Linked DNA regions of Mus musculus: regions 1 and 3 are each linked to region 2. A link is a contact called in public HiChIP or PLAC-seq and promoter capture Hi-C data. All regions are on one chromosome and are shown on one strand. Each heading gives the region's core, a stretch centred on a gene start, on an enhancer-like site or on the middle of the called end of the contact. The rest is flanking DNA. Distances are from core to core; before and after follow the strand shown. Region 1 holds the start of Poc5 (POC5 centriolar protein). Region 2 holds the start of Ankrd31 (ankyrin repeat domain 31). Region 3 holds the start of Fam169a (family with sequence similarity 169, member A).

Region 1 (2,700 bases), core at 108-2,607, 360 kb after region 2:
AACAGAGGACTGCTCTGAGAAGAGGAACCTAAAACTGCTAGCTTTTAAGGAACAGTGAAGTGTCAGGAGAAAGATGGGAGGCAGCCAGAACACCGGAATTGTGTGGAGAGCAGTATGAGGGTCACTGGCCAGAAGGGGGCAAGGAAGGCCCCCAGCATGCAGATCAGGAGGCTGCCTTGACACCCGTGACAGTTTCAGCTGCCCCTGGAGCAGGCCTCAATTATAGTTTGCTAAGAAAACAATTGAGATAAAGACACTGAAGAAGAAGGGAGAGATGCAGGGAAAACCACAGAATAGAAAGCCAGGGTGCAGCCAGAATTGTGCAAAGGGAATTTCTCTTTTATTCAGCATTGGTATGGTTCCAGAGGATAAGTAAACTAAGTCTGAGCTGTGACTGTCTTTCATTAAGCCATGCAGGGAAGATAAAATAGGCATGGATCTGCATCGAAGAATGAACACTTCACTAGTCTCAAATCAACCACTGTGGTAATTTGATCCGTTTTAATTTTAATTACATTTTCCCTTATGACTTGTTTGCAGACCTGGTAGGCAACCAGAGTTGGGAATTGTGGATTATTTTAGTAACAAATGAGCTGGTATGATCAGACGCCAAAATTGTTTCTTAAAAACATATTGCGGTCAGAAAGCGATCGGACTTTTGGAAAATACGTTATCTGCCATTTATCCCTGCTCTTTGCAAACAGGCAGGAGAAATAACGTGAGACGAAAACAGTAGCATTTCTTCAGTTTCTGGGTTCAGAAGAATGGTGCTTTAGAGGGTGACACGCACCATTCCACTACATTCTCGGCACTCTTTAACCTAAGCTGAAACCACAAGATACTTTGAATGCTTCTCTTTGCTACTGGTACAACTTAACTGAAAAGCGGACTCGGGGAATTCAAACGCAATCTCTAAGAGGCGGAGAACGAACCAACGTGTAGCTGGCCGCAAGGTGACTTCTCCCGTCTTAACTGCACGCAAAGAGAGGGCGAGCACCAGGCCCTTCCAAGTTTTCTTTCACCATCCTCCAATCCGGCCCCATTTAAATCTAATTCTTTCTTAATAAAAAACAACGTTCTGTTTGGCTATGTCCCCACGTCCTAAAGAACAGGACCTACTTAGTTCGCATCACTTGTGTCTTCTCTTTCTGGCACCTCCAGGGACGATGCTCCCAATCCTGCCAGGGAGGAACCGGCCTGGGCGCCGCCACCGGGATCCACCGTCTCGGCGAAACCTCGGCTCCTGACTCGCTGCGACAGACGGCGTCGCCGCCGCAACCAAAGCAAGCACAGCGGCTCCCCTAGCAGCCACTTGACAGTTTCAAACTGAGGGCCCTGATGAAAGACAGCCCTAACTATTGGTCCACAGCTTCAGCAATCTTAAACTTGATTGGTCCGTGGTAAGTGGGCGGAGCCCAAGGTATCTCCGCGGGACAAGCCGGAAGTAGGAGATTTACAGGCAAAAGCCGGCCCAGAGTTCCCAGAACAGAGCGCATGCTCGGTGCTGCTCTGTGCCTGAGGACTACTACGGGGCGGCACTGCAGACAAATTTAATTATCTTCGCAAATCTGTGAAAGCTGAGTGCTGTTTATTTTCAACAATGAGGATGACATAGGCATAAAGCCTCGAGATTTCGTTTCATGCACAGATAACAGGCCGCAAGGCCACTGGCCCGGCAGCTGCTCTCTTAAAAACACAAATGTCCGATGCCCTCTATTGATTTCTTTAGTTTTGGGTTAGGGAGTTTAACGAATAATGTAATTATGAGGATGAGGGTATAACAAACTGCCAGCCTAAGTTTTTTGTTTTTTGTTTGCTTGTTTGTTTGTTTTTGACTTGCAACTCCAGGGCATTTCCCTTGGTTTATTCTGTGTGGGGTATTCAAAAATTTAAACATAGATCCTAACTTTGGTGACATCTCAGCTAAAATAAAATACAGAAGGCTAAACAGGGAGAATCCAGTGTAATTCACTTCTAAATCCATAGCAACGTAATTTAATACTGTAAAATTGTTTACTATCACAGACCCAACAGATAATTCCCAAAGTAGCCCTTGGCAGCTACTTTAAACCAACATGACTGAGTCTAACCAGCCTAAGTTTTACTGATGACCTAACTGCTGTAAGCTGCAAACAGAAACTTTTGGTGGAATATCGCGACCTTAAAAGACAGAACACAATTACAACTTAAAACTTGGCTTTAGTAAGTACTCATTAACACCTTCGGTAATGCTACCCACATAATACGGTCTAGGGAGATAAAATGAGTTAATATATTAAAACAGACATTTCGGACCCCAGACTAGAAAAGAATAATCTGTTCGATCCCCCCCACCCCTTTTGTAACCTACATGATGTCACTTTCTTTTTTCTGTATACGGAAGTGGCACAGCTGCAGCCTCACCTACTTCTGTTTGTCAAGAGTTAGACTTTTATTATCTTTTAAAAGTTATGCTCTCTCTCTCTCTCTCTCTCTCTCTCTCTCTCTCTCTCTCTGTGTGTGTGTGTGTGTGTGTGTGTGTGTGTGTGTGTGTGGTGAGGGGAAATAGTCTCTATTTTCACCACGTGTGACCTGACTTGGGGGTTGAACGCAGGTCATAAGGCTTGGTGGTAAGTGCTTTTACCCATTGAGCCATTTCACTGGCTCTTATATTTGAATGATAACGAAGAAGATCACAAAAAATTTTTGTTGGCATTAGCT
Region 2 (2,700 bases), core at 66-2,565:
AAAACCCAAACAAGAAAGCAACCCGGTTCCCTTTCATCACTCCACGTCTATTTCACAATTCTGAAAGATTTAACTGCTTATACATCCCAAAATCCATAACTCAATGTGGTTCCACCTCTCCATCTATACCCCTCCACTTCCTTATCCAAGAACACCACTCTTTCTTCACATGGCTGACTCCTACATCACCTTCAAGCTTCCACTCAGAAGCAAACTCTGACAAGGACCCATTACTGTGTGAGGTAAGGGTCCCTCTGAGTTCCCAAACCCACATCCCTGAATACCACATAGAAGACTGAAGTACACTATTTCAACCTTTTAAAAAAAAATCCCTGTGTCTAACACTGAATACATTCAAATAGAGCTCTGATAAGCTGAAATACCTTTTCTCTTTAAAAATATTTCATTTATCATTTTTTAATGTGCATTGGTGTTTTGCCTGAATGTGTGTCTGTGTGATAGTGTGTGTCAGTTCCCCTGGAACTGGAGTTACAGACAGCTGTGAGCTGCCATGTGGGTGCTGGGAATTAAACTCGGTCCTCTGGAAGACCAGTGATCTTACCCACTGAGCTATCTCTCCAGCCCCATTCTTTCTTATAACACTTTTCCAGTTTGATACAAACCTGTTTCCCCAATATAGTTCTTATAAGAAATCCTGTGAACCACTTCCTAGGTCAAAGCTTAAGTTTGGGCAAAGCGGTCCTTGTCCATCGCCAAAGTACTTAGACTCATTTTGAGACGTACGGGGATTTTAAATGCCATAAAACGACCACCATCACCATACGGTCTCTAGCTGGGCTCGGCCTGACAGCCATTGCTATATGTAAATACTCAGCAAAGCTGTCCTCAAACGCTCTCTCACTCACAAGCCCGGTCCAGCCAGCGGCGGCCATTTCCACTCAAAAACCTAGACAGGAAGCCTAGACCGCCAGCGGTGCTAGAGTTCAGTGCTCAAGCCCTAATGGCAGTCACCTTCTCCAGGGAAGCTCCTCGTCTTCCGGTTCGTTCTCTGTCACCGACCCTTCGATCACCGTTTCATCACTGTCACAGTCTGAGGCCTCGGCACCGTTCTCCATTTTCAGCCCCTCACTCAAGGGTTATTACTCTTCCTCTACTTCCCTCTTATCGGCAAGTGAAAGGACGCTACGTGGAAAGGAGGGAAATGAGAATTAAACAACAACAACAATAACTAACAAAGGGAAGGCGTCTCTGGGCGCCGAAGACGCCAAAATCCACACACAATAGGCAGCATGGTCGTCGAAGCTTGGTCACGCCTGCTCTCGCGCCCCACCAGAGCGCAGCCGCACACCACAGTGCTGCGCGCGCAACCCCAGAGCCCCACCAGGACCAGGAGCCCGAGCCCCGCCCCTAACACGAGGAAACCCCGCCCCTGGTCCCCCACGCCCCGCCCCCAGCTCCTGAGGCCCCCCCTGCCCCATCCACCGGCACTACTGACCAGGATGTGTAAAGGCCAGAAAGGCCGCCTTATGAATCTGGTCTGCTCTGAGATTCTGATCTACCAGAATGGGGTCGGACCTCCAAAGCTGCTTTGCAGCAGTTTGCTAATAACTTCTGATTGGATTATCTATACCATCCTGCACATCCCAGAGGCCGCAGCTTCAGAAGATTCTGAAGCCAGAATGTAATCTTAGACTCACAGGGTTTTACAGTCCACCAAGTGCCTTCTTACTTTTTAATCCCTTAGATAATACTTCTCTAAGTGTTCCCCTAAAAGAAATGTTTATCAAAGGTTTTCCGGTTCCCTAATCCAGTAGATACACATTTTGTATAATTCTCTCACAACTATAAATTACTCTGAAACACAGATTACGTAGGAAAAGAAGTAGAGATGCTTTTCCCCTTTATCAAATGTTAGAATAGTAGTGGTGCCTAGCAACACTCAAAAATGATTATTTTCTCAGTGAAGATCTAGGTTTTTGTTTTTGTTTTTTAATTCATTTGATGGCTTTTAAAAATGTTGCTACTCTCTTCCCTCCCTCTCTCCCTTCCCCCCTCCCTCCCTCTTCACAGGGATCAAACTTGGGCTGTCAGGCTTAGTGAGTGCTTTGCCACCACAGCCACCCTCTGAAGTGTCTTTCGCAACCTACCTGAGCGTTTTGTGTGGTTCTGGAGAGTGAACCTTGGGGCCCACTAGACAAGTGTCTACCACTCAGCACTGTCTCCAGCATCCTTTTGACTTTCTAAGTCAAGGTGTCACAGAGTTCCCTAGGCTGGCCTCCATGTACGTTGTAGCCCAGGCTGGCTTCGAATTTGACATGCCCCTGCCTCAGTCTTCTGCGTAGTTGGGATTAAAAGCCTGCATGCACTCCCAGGGCCACGCTTTATTTGAAGGTTTTTAATTCAAACTATAGTTGTACAACCCATGAAGACAATTCGGCCAATAATGACTATGATTGCCTGGTCATGTCTGAAGTCTTAGTCTGTGTGAGCACAATCAGTGATGTCCGTAAAGCCTCACAAGTGTTCAAGACACACATCACAGAGAGCGTCCATGTGCCACCTGAGGGCTTAAAGACTCGGGACAAGACTGGGTTTCTTTCTTTTCCTGGAATTTTTACGTGTGTGTGTGTGTGTGTGTGTGTGTGTGTGTGTGTGTGTGTGTGTGAGTGGTTTGTCAAGGGAGTGGGTGGAGCTAAGGTTTTCTGATGCCCTTTTCACACCTTACAGTGGCTCGTCAGT
Region 3 (2,700 bases), core at 119-2,618, 320 kb before region 2:
TTGGAACCAAGAAAATACACAGGTCCAGGTTTAATTGATGATCACTGGAGTGGCAGGTGACTCACATAGGGGTTGTATCTGGGTTCACCAACCCGATCCTCCTCATAAATTTTAAAGATGAATCCACTATGACAGCCCCTCGATTTCTATGCATGACTGCCATCATTTGTACTGAAGTTTTATTACTAGTGAACTCCCCTCAGGTTCCTTTCACCACGTCCTCTATTCTAAAGAAGCAACGATTAAAAGTAAGTAAATAAATACTTGAGCCAAATCTATTTCATACTAACTATTAATAATCCTTGTAATTACTTCATAGAACAAGACATGGTTTGAACAGATGTACCTATACATACGTCCTACAATGTGCTTTTATGAAAATAAATAAATAAAATTTAAAGCACAACAAATCCAGAGCCATTAGAAGATTTTCCTCCAGGGCTCACATGTGTGTATTATGCAACAACCAGCGATCCAGATGTTAATCCCTGCTGTGATGCAATGATAAAATACCCAAGGCATGGAGCCCATTTACAAAACAAATTTAAACAAGAATTACTATATACTCAAGAATCTTGGAATGAGCCATTCACAGTTCTGAGAGAATTACATTTAAACTCTTCCTTTGGGTGATCTTTTAGCTGCGTGTCTCCCAATTCCCTCCCAATTCCCTACAAAATCCTCGTAACCGCGGTTTAATTTGGGTTTTTAAAAGGACCGACTGAAGGGGAAAGGGAGACCGGCATCAGGTGGTTACGTTAGAGTCTACTTTTGATAAGATAGCCGCGTAAATTCCCAGAAGGGATTCATCTATTCCGTCATTCTTGCCCATGCACAATAATCGTAGTAAAATACGACCCAGATCCCGGAGCCACTAGCCACCCCGGACTCGCTCCATCCTCCCATCTCCGGTGGCACAGGCCTCTCTCTCTCTCCAAGCTCTGCGTGATGGGCGGCTGAGAACCCTGGGACGGAACAGCAGTGACCCGAATTCTAAGAGAAGCGAGGACTCCATACAATACCTAGTCCGGGTCGGGCGAGCAAGCCGAGAGGGAGGTGCTGCGCGGCCGAGCCCGAGCCCCACCCCCACGCCGCGCGGGTCCCGCTACCCGGAGGATCCCAGGTGGGGACACGGGAGGGGGCGGCTCGGCAGCCGCCGTCCCCGCCGCGACCCCGGGAGGGCGAGCGCGACATTCCCTCACACAAAATGGAGGCCGGCGCACCTGGGGTCGCCGCCACCCGAGGAAGCCCGCGGCCGCCCCGCGGCTCGGCCTCGCACGCCACGCGCCGCGCACTCACCTCAGCCGCGCCGCGGGGGCCCGAAGGCGGAGCGCGAATGACCGAGCGGCCGCTCCCCGCCGCCGCCGTTGCCGCCGCCGACCCCGGCACGCGCGGCTCGTCCGCAGCCCACCGTCCCTCCGCCGGCGTGACGCACTAGCGCCGCGGCGCGCCCACCGCGAATCCCCCCGCCCCGCCGGCCGGCCGGCCTCGTGCGCCGCGGCGCCTCCTCGCCGGGAGCCGCCCCGCCTCGGGGCCGCGGCCGCCCGCTCGCCCGCAGGTGCGCGCTGCCCGCTCGCTCGCCCGTCGCCGCCCGCAGCACGCCCGCTCGGTCGGGCCGTATTAAAGAGTGACCTTGGCTTAGCCGGGAATAGAAGCGAGTAAGCCGCGGGGGCCTCGCGCTGAGCGAGCCGGCTCCTTTAAGGTCGACCTGCGCGGCATCCCCGCCTCGGGCCTCTGGAAAAATCGCCCGGGTGGGTGCGGCCTCCGGACCTCCCGGTGGGGAAGGAGATGATGCTCTGCAAACCTGGGGACGCCGGCTTCCCACCCCACCCCACCCCACCCGACCCCGGACACCACCAGACCCCACTGCCCCCCAGGAGCGCGCCGGAGAAAAGAATTTGCACAAGCCCCACAGCCCAGATTATGCCTTGAGATAAGGAACCATCGCGGCCCTGCGCTGACCTTTCCTACGTGACAAGCTAATCTGACCCCGGAGAGCCTGCGCCATCCTCTCCTCCCCCTTCCCTCACTTCATCCCTTACGGGATCCAGGGCCTTTTGCTAAGTACTCGAGAAAAATAAGTTCACTGGCATTTAAAGGATGATAATTCTTTTTTCTTTAAATAATATATGCGGTAGTAGAAATATAGATGCACAGCAATAATTTTGGATTTTAAGACTTTTTTTTTTGCCCTTAAATTCTGAGAAATTCATCTAATAGCAATGGCATTATGGTTCAGTTATTCAGAAAAGCTTAAAATTACTCCTATTCCTGGGAAGTATTACTAATCACAACACTGACCTTTTAAAGATTCACTAATTGGTAACTTCAAAGAATGCTTTTTCATATAGATCTATTTAAGCCCCCCCTTTTTTTTTTTAAATATAAAGGCTTTTTCTTTTTTACCTCCAGTTGCACACAATCAACCTTACATCTGTTGTGTTTATTTACAATAAATTATTACTAGAAATCTTGAGTTATATACATTTACTATTTTTAGTGGAATTTAACAATGAATTAATATCCAAGCAAGAATTTTGAATAGTTGGATTCCAACCATAGCTAATCATGAATGAGTAAAGTTATATAATTCCTGGATTATCATTTCTAGATCTGTTTGCAAGTAGGAGCCCCCAGGATAATCCCAGTGGCCACTTTGTAAAATTACTTTTGTTTTTCCGGCTCTGGCATCCCCCCCCC

What was found. Promoter capture Hi-C pulls out the DNA fragments that hold promoters and counts their contacts. HiChIP or PLAC-seq counts read pairs in DNA pulled down with a chosen protein or histone mark.
Region 1: a contact with region 2 is called in a promoter capture Hi-C map of stem cell-derived epiblast-like cells, with 3 times the contacts expected there. The contact joins the promoter of Poc5 here to the promoter of Ankrd31 in region 2. A contact is called at or near these places in 2 of 39 promoter capture datasets (embryonic stem cells and stem cell-derived epiblast-like cells) and 1 of 115 datasets of contacts at active chromatin or transcription factors (bone marrow-derived macrophages).
Region 3: an HNF4G HiChIP or PLAC-seq map of pancreatic cancer cells shows a contact between it and region 2, with 17 times the contacts expected there. The contact joins the promoter of Fam169a here to the promoter of Ankrd31 in region 2. A contact is called at or near these places in 3 of 39 promoter capture datasets (the 3T3-L1 cell line, embryonic stem cells and hippocampal neurons), 30 of 484 Hi-C or Micro-C datasets (the AML12 cell line, the G1E-ER4 cell line, the HL-1 cell line and 15 more), 10 of 115 datasets of contacts at active chromatin or transcription factors (acute myeloid leukemia, astrocytes, bone marrow-derived dendritic cells and 6 more) and 2 of 9 other capture datasets (macrophages and pancreatic islet).

What each region holds. Positions count from the first base shown.
Region 1 is chr13:96,386,951-96,389,650 of GRCm38.p6, reverse strand. It overlaps Poc5 (POC5 centriolar protein), which reads right to left and starts at 1,357. Exons shown (of 13, transcript NM_026173.3): 1 at 1,120-1,357.
Region 2 is chr13:96,746,908-96,749,607 of GRCm38.p6, reverse strand. Ankrd31 (ankyrin repeat domain 31) reads right to left here and starts at 1,315. Exons shown (of 26, transcript NM_001370928.1): 1 at 1,241-1,315; 2 at 973-1,143. The coding sequence starts at 1,076.
Region 3 is chr13:97,070,311-97,073,010 of GRCm38.p6, reverse strand. It overlaps Fam169a (family with sequence similarity 169, member A), which reads right to left and starts at 1,368. Exons shown (of 13, transcript NM_001100458.1): 1 at 1,300-1,368.